2 separate regions of the Mus musculus genome follow, and region 1 is linked to region 2. Evidence: chromatin contacts called from public Hi-C data. All regions are on one chromosome and are shown on one strand. Each heading gives the region's core, a stretch centred on a gene start, on an enhancer-like site or on the middle of the called end of the contact. The rest is flanking DNA. Distances are from core to core; before and after follow the strand shown. Region 1 holds the start of Ube3c (ubiquitin protein ligase E3C). Region 2 holds the start of Prkag2os1 (protein kinase, AMP-activated, gamma 2 non-catalytic subunit, opposite strand 1).

What was found. A called contact is a pair of places that touch in the nucleus more often than the background predicts.
Region 1: a contact with region 2 is called in a Hi-C map of Th1 cells, with 9 times the contacts expected there. The contact joins the promoter of Ube3c here to the promoter of Prkag2os1 in region 2. A contact is called at or near these places in 1 of 39 promoter capture datasets (pre-B cells) and 2 of 484 Hi-C or Micro-C datasets (CD4 T cells and Th1 cells).

What each region holds. Positions count from the first base shown.
Region 1 is chr5:29,566,660-29,572,042 of GRCm38.p6, forward strand. It overlaps Ube3c (ubiquitin protein ligase E3C), which reads left to right and starts at 2,583. Exons shown (of 23, transcript NM_133907.3): 1 at 2,583-2,921. The coding sequence starts at 2,856.
Region 2 is chr5:24,899,788-24,905,332 of GRCm38.p6, forward strand. It overlaps Prkag2os1 (protein kinase, AMP-activated, gamma 2 non-catalytic subunit, opposite strand 1), which reads left to right and starts at 2,782. Exons shown (of 7, transcript NR_040684.1): 1 at 2,782-3,051; 2 at 3,378-3,498; 3 at 4,570-4,698; 4 at 4,861-4,929. All of the region lies in intron 5 of Prkag2 (protein kinase, AMP-activated, gamma 2 non-catalytic subunit), which reads right to left.

The DNA of each region.
Region 1 (5,383 bases), core at 1,333-3,832, 4.7 Mb after region 2:
CCAAATAGTTCTGTGTCACCCAAACTGACTTGGGTCACCTTGTCACGTGTACTTTTGTGCAACCACTATCACAACTACTGATTTTCCTGGCACCAGAGACTATTGCGCTCTCCTCTACCTTGCCTGCAACTCTCATACCGTGGCTCTGTTCTAAATGGAATTTCATGGTACCAGTGTGACCTTTGGGCACTAGTGTTTCATCAGTGTAAAATCCTGTTCTCAAAGGCCATCTCAGGTGTTGTACAATAGTTACTCTCCTTTTGCTGTTTGGTTGTTTCCAGATTTGGGCAATTACAAAGCTGCTGCAAGTGTCATGTTCAGGTGTGGTTTCAGTCACAGCCCTCCTTACTCCTGGACAATTGCTAGTTCATATGGTAAGAATTTGTGTTTAAATCTTTATTAGAGCCAGGCATGGTGGCACATGCCTTTAACCCCAGCGCTCGGGAGGCACAGGCAGGCAGGTTTCTGAGTTCAAGGCCAGCCTGGTCTACAAAGTGAGTTCAGGACAGCCAGGGCTATACAGAGAAACCCTGTCTTGAAAAACAAAACAAAAACAAAAAACAAAAAACAAAACAAAAAAATCTTTATTAGAGAAACTGCCAAGGCATGTTGCAGGTAGTTCTGCATTCATTCTGAATTCTCAATAGAATGAGAGCTCTGTCTCCATGGCTTCCTTAGTGTGTAGTAATGTCACACCATCTGTTAAGTAGGAATCTGTATCTATAGGATTTTGATCTACCTCTTCCCCCGGCCTTTTAGTCATTACATATTTATTCAAACAATTACAAAAATATTGGGGCTCTTGTCACTGTTGCCAATACAGCACTAAACTTGAGGTTGGCAAGATGATTCAGCAGTAAATGTGCTTCCCATCAAGCCTGACGACTGAACTCACACTCTTGAATACACTTGGTAGTGGAGAACAGACTCTTATAAATTATCCTCTGACATTCAAATATGTGTACATACACACACACACACACACACACACACACACACAGAGCCAGTGAGAGAGAGAGAGAGAGAGAGACAGAGAGAGAGAGAGAGAGAGAGAGAGAGAGAGAGAGAACTGGTAAAATGATAGAACAGATGAAAAGTACCAGTTGCTTGCTACCAAGTCTTATGACCTGAGTTTGATTCCTGGTACCCATATAGTGGAAAGAGAGACAAGTTGTACTCTGACCTCCACATGCACATCATGGCATGCACCCTACCCCATAAACACTAAGTAAACTAAAATGTACATTTTTTTAATTAAAAAGAGGACTGGCTTGTATGGTGGTACAGATCTTTAATCCTAACACTAACAGGCAGTGGATAGAGGATCACTGTGAGGTCCAGGCCAGCTAGGGCTATACAGTGAGACCTTATTTCAAAAACAAAAAATTAAACTGTGCTGGAGACATGGCTCATAAGTTAAGAGCACTTGTTGCAGAAGAACTGGTTTCAGTTCCAGATCCTACATGGCAATTCCAGTTCCAAGAGATCCAATGCACTGTCTTGTACCAAGCACACACACATAATTCACAGACACGTAATATACATGCAGGTCAAATATTCATACATATAAATAAATCTTTTGAAGAAGAAACAAAAACAAAGCAAAACAAGATGTCTTCTATCATGTGCACATGGTAATGCATGTGTATGTGATATATTTATGTATCTGTATATATACTTGTGTATACACAATATACATAACATATATGTATGTACACAGAGCATATACTATATAATACTGTGCATGTACATGACATATATGCATAATATATATTTTTTTTATGCATGCCATGGCATGTATTTGTGTTAAACTCTATGTATATGCATACTGTTTTATGCATATGTATATGTGTATATATGCATGCATACATGATATATATTTATGTTGGTTTGTATGACATATGTGTATGTATATATGTTGTATATGACATCGATTCATTTACATTACTTTGTGTATATTTATGTTTGTGCTTATGTATATGTAATAGCACGTTTTTATACATGTACATACATATATTAAACATGCATAAGTGTATAGATATATGATAGGGTATATTTGTGCATTATGTATTTATGATGCATTTATACATTTGGCATGCATTTATATATATATATATGAATATGTGAATATATATATGAATATAACTTTCATTTGTTGGTGTGCATTTGTGTATTTGTATGGTGTGTGTTCACGAATACCTTTGTTCGTATAACATATATTATTCGTCTCTGTCTGTCATGGTGTAGAGTCTCTGCATTAGTAACCTGTTCCCCCACATCTAGCTGGAGGGTGAAAGCGGCCTCTTATGCAGGGCTTCCGGTCTCCAGCAGTGCGCGCGACCCGGTCGGCGTCAATGGGCGGCGGGCGGCGGAAATCGTCTGGTGGCATGACGCACGCGCGGAAGGATGTTGCACCCGCGGAGCCGCGCACGCAGGCAAGTCCAAGGGCTGCCGGGAGGAGCACCGTATTATCGATGGCGGCCCTGGCGTCGGTGCCCGCGCTCGCGGGGGCTGCCGGGAGGAGCGCCGCGCCGTCGATGACCGCGCACGTTCACGGGACCGCGCGCGCAGTGCGGGCGGTCACCATCTTGGTACCTACGGCAGCGCGGTGCAGGCGCGAGTCGGGGCGTCCCTCGCTTGACGGTGGCGCGCTGTGGATAAATAAGCAGCGGGGACAGGCCGGCCTCCAGCGTCGCCGCGCTCGCGCCCGCGTGCAGGGCGGAGAGCGCTGAGCCTCGGGGGGGGCGGCGCGGGACAGCGAGGCCGCGACCCTGCCGGGCCCCGCCCAGCCCGCCGGGCCCGCCCCCGGCCGCTCCGCTGCCTGCCGGGCCGCGCAGATGGGATAAGCGGCGAAGATGTTCAGCTTCGAAGGCGACTTCAAGACAAGGCCCAAAGTGTCTCTCGGTGGCGCGAGCAGGAAGGTGAGGCGGTGCGGCCCGAGGTGTTAACCGAACCCGGGTCTGACAGCACCCAGGCGGCGCTGCTCCGCTGTAAGGTGTGGAGCGAGCTCCAGCCGGGTGCGGCTGCGGTGCAGTCCTGACAGGTTTGTGAGGAGGCTCCAGAGGAGCGCTGTCGAGCCGCGGACTGAGCGGCTGGGTCATTCATTGCGACCTCGCGGCCGCCTGCCCAAGGGCCGCAGTTTTGACCTGGAAGCACGTGCACTGGCAGTCTGGCTGGGGGCGTTACACAGTTAGCTGTCCAGCAGGGCGAGGCAGGTGCCCCCGCCCCCATTCCGCCCTTTAAGAACTCTTTACAAGCTATAAACTTGACATACCCGCTCCTCACAAAGCTTGGAGTGAGTGCCTTGCCCTCAAGAACAGCTTAGGGAAGAGTCCCTCGTGCCTGTGAAGTGGGAGGGGGCAGGTAGGACAAGGTCTTTGTAATCTGCATCGCGCTTTAGCTTGCCCCACTCGGAGCAATACAGAGTTTTGCCTGCCTGAGGCCTGAGGCCCCGGTCGCTTTTGGACCTTTGCTTGGTGATGGTTTTGACACTGGTCGGCTTTTTGGGGCTGTCTGAAGGATGAAGGCAATCGGCCGTGATGCTCTAGGCCGAGCCCGGAATCCAGACAGGATCCCTAGAGTTGTTAAAAGGATTTTTTTTTCCCATTAGGCGAAATTTTAAAGCTTTATTTTAAAAATTTATACATATGAGTGTTTGCCTGCATGTATGTAATGTGCACCACAGGCTTGCTTAGTTCCCGCAGAGGTCAGAAGAGGGCTTCCGATCTCCTGGAACTGGAGTTAAGGACACTTGTGAGTTGACATGTGGGTAGTAGGAAGAAAACCCAGACCCTCAGTAAAAGCAATAAGTGACCTTAACTGCTTAGCCATCTCCCTAGCCCTTTAATGTAAAATTTTTTGTCTTTTTTTTTCCCCCAAATTATTGTACGTTTGAGAGCAGTGTTGCTGAGCCTTTGCTCCAGCTTCATTTTATAAAGGATTTTTATCTGGACACACATTTGTAAATGGTCACTCCTGAAAACGAATGTCCCATCCTACCCATAATTGTTCTTCACCAAGCAAACTGCTTTTCTGACCAGTTTCTACAGGTCACTTTTAACGTTGAGCTTCGTGCAAACGAGGTCAGATGAAGCTTGGTCAGCCTCTGTGCCTTGCTTCTTGAGCTAGGTGCTTTCTTTGATAGATTCTTCCATCCCACTGTGTCCCTGTTAGTTCAGGACCTGAAAAAACCATAATTAACCCATCCTGGTTTTCATGGGTGCTTTGGTGGATGTTGCTTACACTGTGTTCTGCTGGTGCACACTGCCCGTTACTTCCCGAGTTGATGTGCCCACTACCCTACAGCCAGCAGTCTGAGGGCACCACTGACTCAGATCCTGGCCAGTAAGTGATATTAAGAGTCTTTGGAATTAATGGCCATTCTAGTATACTTCATTCATGTCTTAAATTATAATTTGAAATCTTTCCCTTCTTCAGCTTAGTGGAAAATTGATCTTTTCCTTTTTCAAAGTTAATGAATATTTTTATGTTTATTATCTTTAAGAACTATATGCTGGAAAAGTCCAAGACTTGATGAGTTTATTGGGGAGTTTGTTGGGGAGATAAGATTTAAACCTTGAAAAGTTATGGTGTACTAATGACTGGTTTTTTTGTTTGTTTATTTCAATTGTTTTTGTACTTCTTTCAGGCTAATACAGAAACACAGAATTGGTTGACATGCTCTAGAAAGGTGGGAAGTAGTAGGATGGGTTTGAAGGGACAATGTAGAAAGTTTGAAGTAGGTGTGTGGTGGGTTCCAGTGCTTCAGTTCTACCATTATCTACATGTATATTGTTTGAGACAGGACCTTATACTGGAATCCGACTGGCCTCAGACTCACTGTGTAGCCCACTCTGGCCTCAGATTTATGTACAGTCCTTCTGCCTCTGCCTTCCAAGTGCAGGAATCACAGACAGGAATGCAGCAACAGGCCCAGCTCTGGGTCAGTGCTTCTGAAATCAGGATACATCCTCATGGCACAGTTTATTTGGTAGCTTTGTGTGTGTATAGAAGACTATCTTAGTAGTCAGTTTGATTGCAAGTACAAAAATCCATTGAAACGAAGTGCAGAAAAGCAAATAAACAAAAAGCCTGTGAGAGGCATGATGATATTTCATAAAATGTGCAAGTCAAAAACTGTCCAGTTTCTATGCTACCGGTACCAAGGTAGTTTAGGTCAGCTATTCTCTTTGAGTTGCATTCTTGACTTTGTCTCTGTATATAGGTCCTGTCCATTTATTTTATTCTAGCCAAGCAGTGCCCATATATGGTTTCCTAGTTGAGTGCCTTGATCTCCAAGGCAATCTTCTGGAGAGGAAATCTTGGCTGGATCATGGTTTCCACCTGTGAGCTGAGTCTCAACCTCTGAGGGGTGAGTTGAGGA
Region 2 (5,545 bases), core at 1,532-4,031:
GGGGAAGCAAGCCAGTAAAGAACATCCCTCCATGGCCTCTGCGTCAGCTCCTGCTTTCTGACCTGCTTGAGTTCCAGTCCTGACTTCCTTGGTGATGAACAGCAGTATGGAAGTGTAAGCCGAATAAACCCTTTCCTCCCCAACTTGCTTCTTGGTCATGATGTTTGTGCAGGAATAGAAACCCTGACTAAGACAGACCCCATAGGGCACTAAGATACTTAGTGAAGTTCTGTCTGGCTCAGATGTGCAAGCCTGTTCTTTTTTTACTTTCTTCCTCTATGCAATGGAAATGAGGCGATCTGCTTCTTATGGTCATTTTAAAGACTAGGTTAAGTGTACAGGGCTTAACAAGAGAAGAGGGCAGGAGAACCATTGAGAGAGAGAGAGAGAGAGAGAGAGAGAGAGAATATATGAATGAACAGCCCTTGAGAAGAAGACAGAGTTTTGGTGGAGTTGGTGTGTGTGCACACGGGTGTGTGCTCCAGGTGGCAAAGGACTTTAAAGAGGGCTGGAGGGATGCTGCAAGGAGGAAGAGGGAAGCAGAGGGAGGGAGGGAGGGAGGCAGGAGTGGACCCCAAGAACAGGCGAGTGTGCTCATGGAAAGCTTCTAGCAAGGTGCAGAGAGAGGATGCAGAGGGCTGGACTGGCAGGAACAGAGGCAGTGCTTAGAAAGCAATCCCGGGAGGTGGGTGAGGCAGCTGGGGGAACAAAGTGAAAGAAGGGGAGAGGAAGAAAGAGGACATGCGCTGGCTAGGGCTTGGGTTTGTCGATTTCATACATGTTGATTCATGTGGAACCTGTAACTGAGCAAATGCCTCCATCAGATTGGCTTAAAGGCAAGACTGAAACATTTTCTTGATTAATGGTTGATGTGGGAGGACCCAGGGCACTATGGGTAATGCCAATCTTGGGCAGGTGATCCTGGGTTGTATAAAAATGGAGGCTGAGCAAGCCATGAGGAGCAAGGTCATTCCTCTATGGCCTCTGCCTCCAGGTTCCTTCCCTGACTTCACTCAATGACGGCATGCCGCCTGGGTTTTCCTTCACAGGCTGCTTTTGGTCCCCAGCCAAGCACATCTCTGTAGCTTGCTCTGTCCCCTTCAATCCTTCATACGTGTTCCATGACCAACCTCACCTACTCTAGGGGTCCCTCCTGCTTCTTTCCATCCCTTCCTTGTAGGACAGAAAGAAAGAGAAATGGGGAGGTGGGGAAGGGGAGAAGAGATCAGGAAGGCAAGAAGACTATAGGGATCGTGGCTGGTCTTGATAGCTAGCGACCTGTGAAGGACAGAGGCCTGGCCAGAGAGGTGTGCTGGACATCCTTAGACACTAAAGTTTCGTGGTAAGGAAACCAAATGCTGGCCAGTATGAATACGTCGGGTCAGAGCCAGGAGTGAGCACTCTCTTAGGTGAGGACCAGTGTGAAGGTAAGTAGGCCTCAGATAGAGCCACAGGAACATTTGGTTTCTTCCATTCAGTTAGGAAGGATGACTGCATGGAGCTGTGAGTCACGCCATGTTACACTGGCTGCAAAGGGAAGAGAAAGAACCACAGAGGGTATCTACAACCAGCTATGGTGGGGAACCCACCAGGGACCAAGCCACCTCTCCAGCCATGCCTTAGAGATTAAGGATGAGCGTTGAGAAGAGGGCACGGGGCAACTCTGTGGACTCCAGGTTAAGATGGGGACGAGGGTTGACTGCTGGCCACTGGATTTGGGGAAGATAAGTTTGTGCTAACCTTGGCAAGTTTGGATGCAGGGCAGAATTGGAGTAAAGAATAAAGAGGAGACCATGGTAATCTTCTGAAAGGAAGATGACCTCACATTGGCCTCCAACATGGGCTTGACTCTAGGGGAGTCTCTGGAATGTTATATGCCATCTTAAAGAGGGCACTTCACCTCTTCCCCCCCTCCCCCCACCCCCGTGACAGGGTTTCTCTGTGTATCTTTGGCAGTCCTGGAACTCACTCTGTAGACCAGGTTGGCCTTGAACTCAGAAATCCACCTGCCTCTGCCTCCCAAGTGCTGGGATTAAAGGCACCACTGCCAGGCTCACCTCTTCTCTTCTGACTTTGCTCTTCTATGACCCAGGGTGTGTGTGTGTAATGCTTTGTGCCTTAGGGTTATCTGAGACTCAGCATAGTTCCACAGTATATGCTAGTAGTCATCAAAAGATCTAGGAGAAGAGAACATTAAAAATGCTTTTCCAATTTTTCCAGTGCTGCTGGACAATCAACACCGTTCCTGTTTACACCTGACAGGTGAAGCTGGAAGCCACAAAGGTCAGAGACAGGCCCAGGACTCTGGCGAGTGGGATGGAGTTCCATTTGGATAGTGATGGGGCCTGGACCCTGGTGGGGTGCCTATAAAGTAGAAAGACAGTCTTCTGGAGGGAAGTTCACGAGTCCCTAGCAGAGTGATGGGAGGTGTTACCTTGGTTCCTAATGACTTTCTACTTGGTTCCATGCACTTGCCAAGGCTGGTGATATGTTCCACTTCTTGCTATCCAACCACTCTATGCACTTTCCTGTTTGTTTAAACCAGTCAGGTATTTTTTTTTTTTTTTCCTTTTAGGTAACACGACCTTTTCCTGTCTGTCTTAGCCTGATTTTGCTTCTTGGACAAAATACACAGCTATTTACTTGGCTCATGATTTTGGTAGCGGGAAGACCTAAGGAGCATAGCGTTTATGTGTGCTGAGTGTCCTACTGGCTGTGTCATAATGGGGGGTGGGGGGGGAGCATCACACAGCAGCCGGTACAAGAGGGTGTGGCTCTATGGACAGAGAAGAAGCCAGACAGCGGGGAGGCTGGCTTCATCCTTTCCAGGATGCCTAGGAAGAACCAATCAATACCTGGGAGACGATACATCTCCTTTCCACGTTACACGGGGACTAAAATTTCATTCCAGAAACTTCTGGGGTGCAGACACCTTCCAAAGCACAGTCCACAGGACAACTCCTGTACCTTCTTAAGCCTAGGACACCGTTAGGATATGTTTGAACCTGACTTTGGATATACTAAAACATGTGGCAATATGTTAAATACAGGGTAAGCTAGGCAGGAAGTTTTCTACTACAGATATTTCATACAATCTTAATTATTCTTGTGGTCAAGAATCAATTTATCCCTGGCCTATAAACTCAGCCAGAGAAGGTCAGAGTTCAGAGAGCACAGACAGACCTTCTGAACCTGTCACTTTGACATGTCTACCACCAGAGGTCAGCACCCCTCATGTCACAGCCAACAAACCGGCAGGCTGACTCTGCAGAGGCTCACTTTTAAAAGCCCCGAGATTCTAGGGAGAAGGAAAGGCTTCATAGGCTCTCAGTGCCTCCCTGGATTCTCCATCCTCATGAAAATTTAATACCACATAGAAACTGTGCACCTGTTCATGTATGGTGACGCCACGGAGGGCCAGACTGCTGCAGTGCCCAAGGTGTGCCATCTCCACAGAGAACCCATCTTCACTCCCTTTAGGCAATTCCCTCCCACCAGGTAAGAATAGTGGGCACAGTTTTTTGTTTGTTTTCTTTCCCCCTTTTTTTTTTTTTTTTTTTTTTTTTTTTTTTTTTTTTTTGGTACACTGGTTATTGGATGCTCTGGAGTCTGACTTCCAAGGAGGAATGGAAAGCAAGCAAGTGGTTACCAAGCGCCAGGCCTGTGTTTGGCAGATACAACCCATAGTGATAGCAATACTAAAACAAAGCTTCAGGAGCTCTGTGGATTGATTACCCAAGGAAAGGCAGCCAAGTCTTCACACGCCAGGGCCTGAGCTCCGAGATGTTTTACTTTCCCAGAGTGGTCCCTGCTCGCTCTGGTGCTCGCGATTTCTCTCTCACACGCTCTGTGTGTGTGTGTGCGCGCGCGCACATTCATGTAAGCATGCATGTTTGGGTGCATGTATGGGTAAGGGCCAGAGGTGGCTACTGGATGTCTTTTTCCATTGCTCTCCACCTTAGTTTTTGAGATAGGCTCTTACAGTGAATCTTGGCAATTCATCTCGTCTGGTTGGCCAGTAAGCTCCAGAGATCTGCCTGTCTACGCTTCCCCAGTGTGCAGGGATTACAAACCTATATTACCATGATTATATATTACCAGATTTTTATATGTGGGTGCTGGGGATTGAGTTTAGATCTGCATTTTTTGCTGTCTAGTTTTTTGTTTTGTTTTTTGTTTTTTTTTTTTTTTTTTTTTTTTTGGCTACCTGACACCAGCTGGAGTTACCTGGGAAGAGGGAACCTAAATTGAGAAAATACCTCTATCATACTGGCCTTTAGGCAAGTCTGTGGGGGTATTTTCTCAGTTAGTGATAAATGTGGGAGGGCCAGCCTGCTGTGGGTGGAGCCTTTTCTGGGCCCCTGCCTGTATCCTTGCTTCTCAGGTGATACAAGAAAGCAGGCAGAGCGAGTCATGGGGAGCAAGCCAGTAAGTGGCATCATTCCATGGCCTCTGCCTCAGCTCCCGCATCCAGGCTCCTGCCCTGACTTTCCTTCATGATGAACTACAAGCTGTGGGGTGAGAGATCCTTTCTCCCTAAGTTGCTTTTGGTCATGGGGTTTGTTACAGAGGCAGGAAGCAAACTACAACACCACGCTGGAGCAGCAAACGTAACCATGTGAGCTATCACGCACCAGCTCCTTCCTTATTTCTGATCACCCTGGACTCAGTTAGCCCGGCTTCCCACAGTAAGACTGTGTGAGTGAGGTCTGGAATCTGCCCATGGAGAACCGTGAGGGCGGGAGGGAACCCAGGGTGCTGGTGTTGGGACAGATGACGAAGGTGAGGAGAAACCAATCAGCAAGGGCAGATGGGGAACACCACTGCCGCAAGTCACCTTAACCCTGAACCTCTCTACAGGTCTAGACTGTGGGGACAACAGGCTGGGAGCCAGGAATGGACCTCAAGCCTACGAGAGCATCCAAGCTGGTGAATAGTAGGGGTTCTGGCAGGCTGAACTGCGGGGCATGCAACTGCAGGGGGATGATCTTTATAGCAGTCGAGAGTATGTCCAGGTTCACACCTGGCCAAGAAATAAATTCAAGGCAATTAGGATAGATAAACACAAACAGGAAAATGATGTGACAGGCCCCAGAGCTTAAACCCATAAAGCGATGGCCCTGGAGATGTTCTGGTCTCACGGCTTTGCGCTCATCAGACCACTGAATTCTCAGGGCATATAAAGCAAGTATGGACATTTAAGGTGGCCGCTGGGGTTAGAGGGAGACACCAGCAGAGCAGAACAGGGGGACGAGGGACAGGCACACAGTCGGGCAGCTTCAGAGAAAAGATGAGATGCGGGGTGCACCTTGTAGCTGTGGCAAGATGGGCAGGATGCAGAAAGGGTGGGTGATTGACAGGCCGAGCACCAAGAGGAGCAGGCTTGCTGTGCTGCGTCTGGGAGCCAAGGCCGCCCCATTTCACAAATCCGTTTTCTTGGATTCCAGCCCTACTACTATGTTTGGCCTTGGGCTGTTGTCTTGCAAGGGGGGGGGGGGCCAAACTGGGTGGCTAATGCAAAGCCTGAGATGATGGATGCACGCTC